3 separate regions of the Mus musculus genome follow, and regions 2 and 3 are each linked to region 1. A link is a contact called in public ChIA-PET and promoter capture Hi-C data. All regions are on one chromosome and are shown on one strand. The core of a region is the stretch at or near the end of the contact, and the rest is flanking DNA. Distances in the headings are between cores, read along the strand shown. Region 1 holds the start of Psd (pleckstrin and Sec7 domain containing). Region 2 holds the start of Npm3 (nucleoplasmin 3). Region 3 holds the start of Oga (O-GlcNAcase).

Evidence for each region. Promoter capture Hi-C pulls out the DNA fragments that hold promoters and counts their contacts. ChIA-PET counts read pairs in DNA pulled down with a chosen protein or histone mark.
Region 2: a contact with region 1 is called in a promoter capture Hi-C map of hematopoietic stem and progenitor cells, with 3 times the contacts expected there. The contact joins the promoter of Npm3 here to the promoter of Psd in region 1. A contact is called at or near these places in 2 of 39 promoter capture datasets (embryonic stem cells and hematopoietic stem and progenitor cells), 4 of 484 Hi-C or Micro-C datasets (all in embryonic stem cells) and 1 of 115 datasets of contacts at active chromatin or transcription factors (pancreatic cancer cells).
Region 3: an RNA polymerase II ChIA-PET map of memory CD8 T cells shows a contact between it and region 1, with 39 read pairs. The contact joins the promoter of Oga here to the promoter of Psd in region 1. A contact is called at or near these places in 13 of 39 promoter capture datasets (the 3T3-L1 cell line, 3T3-L1-derived adipocytes, the C10 cell line and 8 more), 8 of 115 datasets of contacts at active chromatin or transcription factors (bone marrow-derived macrophages, embryonic stem cells, epiblast stem cells and 5 more) and 1 of 9 other capture datasets (liver).

The regions. Positions count from the first base shown.
Region 1 is chr19:46,325,354-46,328,938 of GRCm38.p6, reverse strand. It overlaps Psd (pleckstrin and Sec7 domain containing), which reads left to right and starts at 1,783. Exons shown (of 18, transcript NM_028627.2): 1 at 1,783-1,855; 2 at 2,717-2,772. Fbxl15 (F-box and leucine-rich repeat protein 15) reads right to left here and starts at 755. Exons shown (of 4, transcript NM_133694.2): 1 at 413-755; 2 at 111-264. The coding sequence starts at 465.
Region 2 is chr19:45,747,504-45,751,088 of GRCm38.p6, reverse strand. It overlaps Npm3 (nucleoplasmin 3), which reads left to right and starts at 1,524. Exons shown (of 6, transcript NM_008723.2): 1 at 1,524-1,650; 2 at 1,947-2,032; 3 at 2,220-2,339; 4 at 2,450-2,543; 5 at 2,809-2,925; 6 at 3,038-3,355. The coding sequence starts at 1,533. The coding sequence ends at 2,918. Oga (O-GlcNAcase) reads left to right here. Exons shown (of 16, transcript NM_023799.4): 16 at 1-834.
Region 3 is chr19:45,781,512-45,785,096 of GRCm38.p6, reverse strand. It overlaps Oga (O-GlcNAcase), which reads left to right and starts at 1,544. Exons shown (of 16, transcript NM_023799.4): 1 at 1,544-2,165. The coding sequence starts at 1,967.

The sequences.
Region 1 (3,585 bases), core at 534-3,033:
ACCCGGGGTCGGGAAGGGTTTACCGCGCAGCAGGGGCTGGCCTGGAGGCGGGGCGACGGTGGTACCCACGCGGGGGCGTGGCGTGGGCGTGGCTCCGGGCCCCGGCTCACCTGAGCGGCGTCGAAGCGGCGCAGCCTCGCCAAGTGCAGCTGAACGAGCGCCCGGAAGGCGCGACTGACGCGCTGCAGCCGGAGCAGCTGGCGCAGCGGGACCCAGTTCAGGACGTGCGGGAGCAGCACGTCTTCCCAGGGCAGGTCCAGGAGCCTGAGGGGGAAAACGGCGTTGACGTCCCCGGGCCGCTGTTACGTGCGAGTCCTTCTGTTATACCCGAGAGTCCCGGCTGGCAAGAGGGATCCGCGTCCGGCCCAGACTCGGCTGCCCTCCCTCCCTAGGCCCCTCCAGTGCTCGGTACCTGACAGCTCCTGGTTCTTGCTCCCCTCCGGACTGCTCCATTGGTGGCTCCATCGCTGTCTACTGCGCGTGCGCAGTAAGCTCCACTCGCTTTGGCCTTGAAGCGGCTGCGGCGAGCCCGCCTCCTTGGTCGGAAGAGACAGACCGATTTAATCGAGTGCGGTCTCACTGAGAATCCTTGTCAGGAAGCTTTTCGGATGGATCCCGAAACTGAGGCAGAACGGACCAGTGATGTACCATTAGATGTCTTCTCAGCTACAGGGCTTGAAGCCCGAGGCTGGAGTAGCGGCGAGCGAACACTGCTTTCGGTCTCCGTTGCGGGCCAGTAGCCGCCTCTGAGTGGTGATGGGAGGAGCAGACAAGGCCAAAGGCAGAAGGGGCGGAGCCAGGACTCCTAGGTTACCCAGTGCCTCCTTCTGTCCTCTGGTCGCCTTTAAGCGACTTTGGAAAAAGAAAAGGGGGAGAGGCTGCCCAGACTATAACTAGCTGGTATGTACTAGGTGCTCAATAAGCAACTGCCAAAAGACTAGATTAAATGGGCGACGCTAGGGCTTTTACTCTCAAGCACACTTGTTTAAACCTGCCATTTCTTGTGAAATGCACAATCATGACATCCATCTCTTTCCACTTCAGGGCAGCGTAGTCCGGCTCTTTGCCTAAGGACAAAGGACTATATAGGACCAGCCAGGTCTGCTTTCCAGCGGTCCAGAGTCCGAGAGGAATTGCCTGCTCAGTGCAGGCCACTAGCCGTACTGCTTTGACTGGTCCTGGATTAATTGTAGGGACATTGTCTTCCCAAAGCTCAACCACTAGGCTCCCCTTTCACTGCACCCCCAGATACTAAGCCCAAGTCCCTCTCTGGAGAACCCCTGGCGTAATATTTTCCTCCAACATCTGAGGTGGGTGTGGGGCATGCGAAAGACTGTAAGACCGCTGCATCCTATCTACATGATTGCGTGCCCTTATGCAAACATTTCAGCCGCTTCGTAACGAAAACTGCTTCCCATCCTTATCAGGGGTTTGGGTACATCAGCAAAGGTAGGAAGGACCGTCCATTTTAAAGACAGGCAAATCGAGGCTCTAGGGAGAAAGCTCCCTAACCAGGATCAAACGAAGCAAGGATAAAGAACCCAGAAATCCTGGTTTTCCCAGAATTCCTTCTACACTACCTCATTACTGAATTGTAGCATAAAGAGAAAAGCCAACTAGCACCGGAAAGACACAAGAGGGTGAAGGTGGATGAGGGGATTGCTTCCTCGTCTCAGTCTACTTGGGGAAGGGGTAGCCTGGAAGGATCTCTGCAAGATTGATGTGGGCGCGCACCACCTCCGGGCGCGCGCCTCCACACCCCCCCCTTTGTTCGCGCCTCTGCGCTTGCGCATTACGACAAATCTGGCGCTGTCCCCTTCAGCACCTCGCGGAACTCGCGCCACCCCTCCCCGCGGTGAGCCCCGCGCACCCCCGCTTCGAACGTCCTCGCACCCTCTGGCCACCCGAATCGACCCTCTCTTTCTTCCCAGGTCATAACTTGCCGGTCTTGGCCTTCCAAAGGAGAATAGTTACCATAGTAACTCGTGTGGCGTTTTCCTAAAAGAGCCAGACCCTTTTCCACCCTGGCCAAGGGCACAAGGTTTGCCTGTGCTTCTTGTCCCAGTCTCGGGGTCATCCCTTCTAAACTCTCGTCCCTGAAAAGGCGGGACGATTAACCTAGGCAGTAAGGAAGTTCCTCCTGGAGTCTGATTTATCCTTCCTCTGCACTCCGGGTTGGGGTTCAGGACAGGACTCCTGGGTCTGAGGTTCAGAACCCCAAAGTGTTTATGACTGCATTCGCTTAATGTCCCTTCCATAGTTGGGTCTTCTGGTTTTAGGGGGCGGGTCCGATCTACTCCGTACCGTGTGCTTTGCGTGGCCGCGTGCTTGTGGGGGCGGGAGCGCGTGTGGCATGTAACAGGTCATGTGGCAGCCTCCTAGGGACACGCGTGGGGTCTGGAGCAGGACAGGCGTATGCATCTGGACCCTACGTGTGGTTCAGATGATGGACGAGAGAGAACTGAACACGAGTGGGGTGGGGCATATGAGGGTTTAGGGAACAGAATGGGGTCTTCCACATTCTCCCTTTCCTCTGGTGTGAGTCTTAGGTAGTGACTAGGTGGTGACATTCTTTGGGACTTAGGGCCCTGGGAATGGAGGGAGGTTGGGGGGGGGGGATTAGCGTTGCTTGAGCAGAGCGTGGGGAGGGGTGGAGGAGGGACTGAGAGGCGGGCGGGCGGGCCTGGAGCGAGCGGGAGCCTTGCTGCTTTTACAGCTGAGCGGGGCCCAGCCTCTCTGCCTCTCTTCGATTCCAGCTCCTGACGAGCAGCGGTGAGTACTGGGGTGCCTTGGAGGAGGGCCTTCACAGGGGAGGTCCAGGCTCCTGTTGAGCTTTAAGAACCTGTCTGGCTGGGGTGCTGCTCCTGACAGCTTTCTCTATGCTGCTGCTTTGCCATCAGAGGCCCGGTTTTCCTTTATGGTCTCTTCTGGGCTGGGCAAGATATTTCATATCCCTGGAGTTGAGGGAGAGGGATGTGGTGCAGCCCCCTCACCCACCCAGACTTGGTTACTGGTGTGGGGAGGAGAGAATGTGTGTCTCTGATTCTGTGAGCAAATATGCATTTGTGTTTATGATTGTGACGAGGAGGTCTCTGATACACCTGTTTCTGTGTGCATCAGAGAACGAGAGCCTGAATTTTGGGAACCTCTTTGTGTGCTATTATTTGGTGATGTGTGTGTGTGTGTGTGTGTGTGTGTGTGTGTAAGATAAGCATGTGCTTTTCCATCATACACATATTTGTTATGACTGTGATTGTATGAGGGTGTGTCTATGAGCAGTACTGCGTGTGTACTGGAGGGTGTTGCCTATGAATGTGTTAACTACTGATACTTTGTCCTTCTGCATGTGTGTATATGAATTCTTGTGTGTGTTTATACATGGGTGTGTGTGTGTGTGTGTGCATGTACTGGTATGGAGAATAGAATATCTATTCCCCACTCAGCAATCTATGGACCGATGTTAAGGCCTCTTCAGACCCTTCCTTCTCTCCTCTTCCCTCTCAACACTCCATCACCCCCATGCAACCCCCTTTTTCTTCCCTCTCCTTCAAAGAAGCATGGTTTCTCCTATTCTAAGTGAGGGTC
Region 2 (3,585 bases), core at 275-2,774, 580 kb after region 1:
TAACAATATGTATACTTTTTCTTTTAATCAGAGATTCTGAAAACTTCATGTTATTTTAATTTAGATTTGGTGAATTTAAGGGTTTTGAGCATGAAGCTGGCACATAGTGTCTGCAGGATTATTATTCTTTAATCATGGCTAGCTATCTAGTAACGTCATAGATTTTCAACAGTCTTTTGTTACCTTGCTTTCCTCCAGTTCTACATAGCTTTTGAACTTTGAGCTGAGGGGGGAGAGAGAAGAGGGAGCTTGAAACATTTTCCTTTCTAGAACTCCAGTGTGAGCTTGTGAGGTAGTCTTTTAGCACTATATAGAGTGGACCCAGGGAGGCCCAAGAACCAGAGGCCCAAGAGTGTGCTGAAATGTGCCGCCTCCTTAGGGTGCGAACCTTTGCGATAGGATGTGCTGTGAAACCTAAGTCAAGGTTGGTTTTGAAGGCTGGGGTGAGGGGCAAAATTGTTACTAGATATTAAGACCGTTTAATGTTCCTTAGCGTTCTGAATCCATCTCATGCCTCAGTGAGAATTACAAGGTTTTATTCAGAGCGTTTCAGAGTTTCATACGGAATCAGGAATTGAACAAGTTGCTTTTTGTTTAATGTTGGCTTTCAATAATCACATGGGATGATCTTCTGGACATAAGTGAAAACATGTCCAGGTCTCTACTGTCATTGCTGTAGGATAAAGTGCTCTGCCATCTTCCATGGTTATGAATATTTATTAATGTTGGAATAACATTTCATTGTTTAGATCACAGCTCAGTTCCTATAGAAAACGAACTGTAAACCTATCTGCAGACCATGCAAGAGGCACAATAAAACTTGAAGTGAATGTGTGCTGTGCTGCTTTTTCTCTGGGTTCTCCCTTTTTTTCCCTCACATCTCTTGATCCCTTAGGTATCCGAAGCTATTTCAGTGTAGGCTGGATTGAAGACAGCCCTGCCCTCCTGCCTTCCACAGCAAAGATTTTTCTCAGAAAAGTACATTTGTTTTTGTTTTTAAGTAAGTTGCTCTGTTTACTACAGGTAAAATTTGTGTGAAGTTGGGGGGGGTGTCACAGAGTTCCTCACTGGAACATGGCTTCATTTCCTTAGATAAAGGAATTTTGGTGGTGGAGGGGGGGGGTGGGTCGCCTAAAGAGGAGGCTGTACTATGAACAGTAGTTGATCTCCACATCTGAGTTTAGGTCTTGGCTGTCAAGCCTCCAGCATGATCAGGAAGCGGGGGGGGGGGGGGGGGGGGGGGGGGTGTGAGTAAAAATGGCTGCTCCGTACCCCAAGTTTACTGAAAAAGGAGATACGAAAGGTTTACACTAACATCTGTATGTATATATCCCCGGGTTGGAAGAAGGGGCTTCAGTGAGTGGACGCTAACTTTAAGCCCTCGTGGAGATTTCTTCTGGGGCCTTGTTACCTGTCCTCGTGGAAGAGGCGACGACTGCTCCTCCCTGCTTCGTGTGGCGAGCGCGGCTCCTTTAATGGGCGGGACCGGAACTGGCTGAGGCGGGGGGCGGGGCGCTCACGGCCGTTTCAGCATGGCGGCCGGCGCGGCGGCTGCTTTAGCGTTCTTGAACCAAGAGAGCCGAGCCCGAGCTGGGGGCGTCGGGGGCCTGAGGGTCCCGGCCCCGGTCACAATGGACAGTTTCTTCTTCGGTATTGAACGCGGGAGTGGCAGAGTGGTACGGGGCGGGTGAGGCGTGGCCGAGGAAGGCGGCCGGGCGCCGCTGTGGCCGGGCGCAGCTGTGGGCCGAGGGCTCCTCGCTCGCTCGCCCTAACCGGTTCTTCCCGAGTGGGATGCCCGTCCACGTGTTCTGGGCGAGCAAGCGGCCGGTTCCCCCCCCGCCGCCGCGGCACATGGCCGGGTGGAGGGGACAGCGGAGTTTGTGGAGCGTCCTCGCGCGCTGTCCCCTCCACGCGTGTACCCAGGCGACACTCGCTGGCTCTTGCAGGTTGTGAGCTCTCCGGCCACACCCGCTCCTTCACTTTCAAGGTTGAGGAGGAGGATGACACGGAGCACGTGCTGGCGTTGAACATGGTAAGGGGCCGCAGAGGGAGTTGGAGATGCGGGGGGCTAGCCGACACTCCGCCTGTCGCCCCTCTCCTCCACCCTCTGGTCCCCGCATCCGGTGCCACTGGGACTAGGCCGATTTTGGGGTAAGACGCCTTGGCTTTGGTGTCAGCCCTCCCTCACTTGAGACGCTGAGGTTCTGCCTGCCTTTCAGCTGTGCCTTACCGAGGGGGCCACGGACGAGTGTAATGTGGTGGAAGTTGTGGCCCGGGATCACGACAATCAGGAGATTGCAGTTCCTGTGGCCAACCTCAGGTTGTCTTGCCAGCCCATGGTGAGTTGGAGCCGTTCATTCCTCTCGGAGTCTGGTGGGACTGAGAACTTCGGTATTGATCTCCAAGTGGGTGGGCCAGCACGGCTCAGCCCGTCATTCTTGTCTTCCAGCTCAGTGTGGATGATTTCCAACTCCAACCACCTGTCACCTTCCGCCTGAAGTCCGGTTCTGGCCCAGTTCGGATCACTGGCCGGCATCAGATCGGTGAGAAGAGTGGGCCCTCTCCACTCCCGACTTACCCCAGTCTCATCTCCTAGTGTGTCCTGCATCTCAGGCTATGGTTCCAGTATTCTGTGCCTCCCACTGCCTCCTTCAGGCCTGGGAACTTGCTGTACCCTGCCTGCCCCAGGGGTCCAACTCCAGCGAGGTGGGTGGGCTCTTTTCCATCTAGACTTGGGGACTCTGGGAGATGAGGTTCCCTGTCAGCCTAGCAGCTGAATGAGTGGCTCTATCCTTGTGTATCCACCAGTTTGTATAAACAACGACCTTTCTGAAGAAGAAAGTGATGATGAGAGCGAAGAAGATGAAATTAAGCTGTGTGGCATCCTTCCTGCCAAGAAGCACAGGGGCAGGCCTTAGCCCCCTGGTGAGTGTGTGGGTGGAGGGTGGGGTCGGTTGGTGGGATTCCCGAAGGATCTGGGAAGTTTAGGGGCAGCAGGTGAGGAGGAAGACTCTGACTTCATTCTTGCTTTTCTCAGATCAGGTAACTGCTTGCTACAGGTGCCATGCTCCGTATGTTCCTGGACAAGTTCAAGAATGGTTTTCTCGATGAAGAGAATAGGGGGTGGGAGGGAGGGATGGACTGTGGTTCCTGAGGCTTCCCTTTTCTATTGGGGTGGGACAACCTTTGAACACCTCTTCTGACCCACCTAACCCAGATTCAGTCCCCAGCACTGCAAAAAAAAAAACAAAAAACAAAAAACAAAAGAACATGAAGTTCAGAACACATTTTTAACACTTTGTACTTTTTTTGATAAATATCTAAATAAAGTGGTGTACGGTTGGTTGTTTTGCAATCCTTGTGTGGCTTTTTCAATGCTGAGATGACATTTCCCCAGGGACCACCAGGTGGCACTGTGGCCGCACAAAGGTTGACCTAGCTCTTGAGTTGGTGAGATGTGGGATCCGATTCCCCAGGGCTTTGGGCCCAAAGCAGGCCTAAGTTCCTCGGCCTTGCTTGCAGAGGGGACCTCTCATTCCAGCCTGTTCCATGTTCCTGCAAGTGGGGGAGGGCCGTCACAGGAGG
Region 3 (3,585 bases), core at 295-2,794, 540 kb after region 1:
TTTCTTTATATACATTTCAAATGCTATCCCGAAAGTTCCCTATACCCTCCCTCTGCCCTGCTCCCCTACACACCCACTCCTGCTTTTTGGCCCTGGCATTCCCCTGTACTGGGGCATATAAAGTTTGCAATACCAAGGGGCCTCTATTCCCAGTGATGGCCGACTAGGCCATCTTCTGCTACATATGCAGCTAGAGACACGCGCTCTGGGGGTACTGGTTAGTTCATATTGTTGTTCCACCTATAGGGTTGCAGACCCCTTCAGCTCCTTGGGTGCTTTCTCTAGCTTCTCCATTGGGGGCCCTGTGTTCCATTTTATAGACTGTAAGCATCCACTTCTGTATTTGCCAGGCACTGGCATAGCCTCATACAAGAGACAGCTATAACAGGGTTCCTTCAGCAAAATCTTTCTGGCATATGCAATAGTTTGACTACTTTCTTAACATTGAACATGAGAGGTTTGTTCCCAAACAGGGCAGATTTTTTTTTTTTTTTTTTTTTTTTAGTCTTTTTGAGACAGGGTTTCTCTGTATAGCCCTGGCTATCCTGGAACTCACTTTGTAGACCAGGCTGGCCTGGAACTCAGAAATCCGCCTGCCTCTGCCTCCCAAGCGCTGGGATTAAAGGTGCGCCACCATCGCCTGGCTGGCAGATCCCTTAAGGAACCAAAATGTCAAGTGTACTCTGAGGCAAGCCCTTAGAGTACAGGAGGCAAGCCCTTAGAGGCAGGGTTTCCTTGGAAATGCTGATGCTAAGGCTAAAAGGGTCATGTCCCTTACGCACACCGCACACTCTCCATCGCCATAACAAACTCGCCTTCCACTCTCTTCTACTTTTATTAGACGTTTGTTTTCCCTGTGCTTGGAATGCAGTCTTTCTTCTCCATACGTAGTCTGGTGAATTTCATACCACAGCCTCTCCCAAAACAAACGTAGGGCTCAATCAGGCAGAGACGTAACAGCAGGTTTTAACCATATTATGAGGTCATAATGGTCCCAACAGCCCAGGATGAGGCAAACTCAATAAAACAGTTGACTGCTCAATTTAAAACACGGTTAACTCCGAAGACAGGATAGAAGAAACAATGAGTCAGGACAGAGGCGTGAGCTGAGCTCCTTGGCATGGTGTCTTCACAGAAGCAGACGTGGGTCAGGCAGCCCCGATGAGCCAAACTGGTACAACAATCTCCAAAGTAGGTCAGTGTCTCCTACCACTTTAAGAACTAGAAGTATCGTCCCGGCGCCTGCGCATTGAGAGGGTAAACACCTCCTTTCCGCCCCCCCCCCCCCCCTTCCTCCCAAACTCCCCGGCCGGCCGCATTCTCCCATGTTCCCCTCCTCCGGGTGGGGTAATGGTCCGACCCAGAGTGTGGCGCTCATCCCGGAGGGTGGCGAGCCAAAATGGTACGTCCCACCGCCGCACACCTCCGCGGTGTTCACGGCGCCCTTTGTCCTTTTTCTCCCCTAGCAAATAAAGCGCAATGGGCTTATCCCAAGGAAAGGCGGGGGAGCCGGGCTGGGGACCGGTCTGAGCCGGTCTGTAGCGCAGGCGCAGTGCGGATAAACAGGAAGCGGGCGGCAGAGGCAGCGGCAGGAGCTGCTTAGGGACTCCGGTGGGGGAAGAGAGCCGGAGACGCCGGGCTGTCCGGAGGGCGGCGGGCGTGGAGGACGAGCGAAGGCGCCTCCTCGGTCCTCCTTCCGTGGAGACGCGGCGGCTGCCTCGCCCTCCGCTTAGGCTCCCGGCTCCCAGCGCGGGGCGAGGCAGCGGCTGACAAAGGGCTCGAGCCGGTGCCGCCGCCCTTCTCATCCGGGCACTCCGGGCCCCCGCCGAGAGGAAGGGGGAAGGGCGGAGGGGGAGGGGAAGGAGCCCCGGAGGCGCGCGTTCGGAGCCGCGGCCCCTTTGCAGGGCTCCGGGCCTTTGGCCCAACGGACCGAGGCCGAAGGGGAGCGGTGGCCGGCGGCAGGAGGATGGTGCAGAAGGAGAGCCAGGCGGCGCTGGAGGAGCGGGAGAGCGAGCGCAACGCCAACCCTGCCGCCGCCTCGGGGGCTTCGTTGGAGCAGTCGGTAGCTCCCGCCCCCGGAGAAGATAACCCATCGGGAGCCGGGGCTGCGGCCGTGGTCGGGGCGGCCGGAGGGGCCCGCAGGTTCCTGTGCGGTGTCGTGGAAGGTGAGTTGGCCTTCCAGTCCCGCGTAGGTGTTCAGCCTCCGTCCCCGGGAGGGGCGTGCTGGTGACTTTTCCCGCAGTTCCCCGCCCCCAGGACGGGAGGCGTCCGTCATTGCTCACACGGGGTTACGGGGAGGAGACAGACGGTGGGCACACTTCTTTACCCTCCGCTATGTCACGGCTTCGGCGACTCCGGGCTATGGAGGAGCCTGACCCCACCCTCCTCTGGCTTAGAGCCACACAGATTTGTCGGAGGAGGAGGCGGTGGCAAGGAAGGAGCCTGTGGTCCGGCTGTGGGCTTCACTTCTTTGTACCTTGGGATCTTAGTCCGCAGAGATGCCTGCTTTCAGTTGAAATTTGTGCAGCGCTCCCATCCCCCGCCCCTATCCTTGTAAGGGGAAAAAAAATCAGCCCTCACAGGCACGTTTTTACCCGTGAAGGAGCGCAGTCAGCTTATTATATTACAGATTCCTTCAGGCTTAGGAAATTGTTTTGTTTTTATTTTTATTTATTTATTTTTGTTAGCCTGTAAGCCTCCTTCACCTCTTAAGACTCACTTGTAGCCCAGAAAAGTATCATCCTTTAACAATTGCTGTTTTTTTGACTTGGGAGTGTGTGTAAATACCAGTATATCATATCTCAGAGCATCTGTTATGTGGAGTTAGAATTCAGTGAAAGTCTTAATTTCTGTCTTCTCATTTACAGTTGAAAAGGACGAGGGCGTTTTGATAGTAAGGGAAGATGCCGGAAGATCTTAATTACAATTTCTGAAATAGAATGGGTGGATACCGAGCTCAGGAAAGCTTAGTTCTTCCCTAAGCACTCCGTAATTTGAGTTTTCTTATGGATTTTTTTGTTTGTTTGATTTTTGTTTTGTTTTTAGTGGCAAACTCAACGTTTTCTAGTTTCTTTCTCTATTATTATTATTATTATTACTGGGGAATATAAAAACTAGTACTCAGGACTGAAGAGATGGCTCAGCGATTAAGAGCTCTTCCGGAGGTCCTGAGTTCAATTCCCAGCAACCACATCCATGGTGGCTCACGACCATCTGTAATGAGATTCGATGCCCTCTTCTGGTGTATCTGAAGACAGCCACCGTGAACTTGTATATTAAATAAAATCTTGTTTTTTTTAAAAAAACAAACCAAAACATTTTAAAGACTAATACTCAAGCCAAAAGGGATAAAGTTAGGTTGGCCTCCTGGTTGAGAGCTCCAGCTTTTCCACTGTCATGGAAGACCGAGGTCGTAGGTCTGGTAGTTGAGAAAGGTTAATTGGAGGGAGAATATTCTTGGCAGGAAGACATGGAACAGCAGGGCAAAATTTGGGGGAGCACCGTTGTTCCTGGAGCCCAGATTTATGAAAACATGAGTGCTTTGTGCGTTATACATACTGGGCTTGCTGGAGTACAGACATTTTT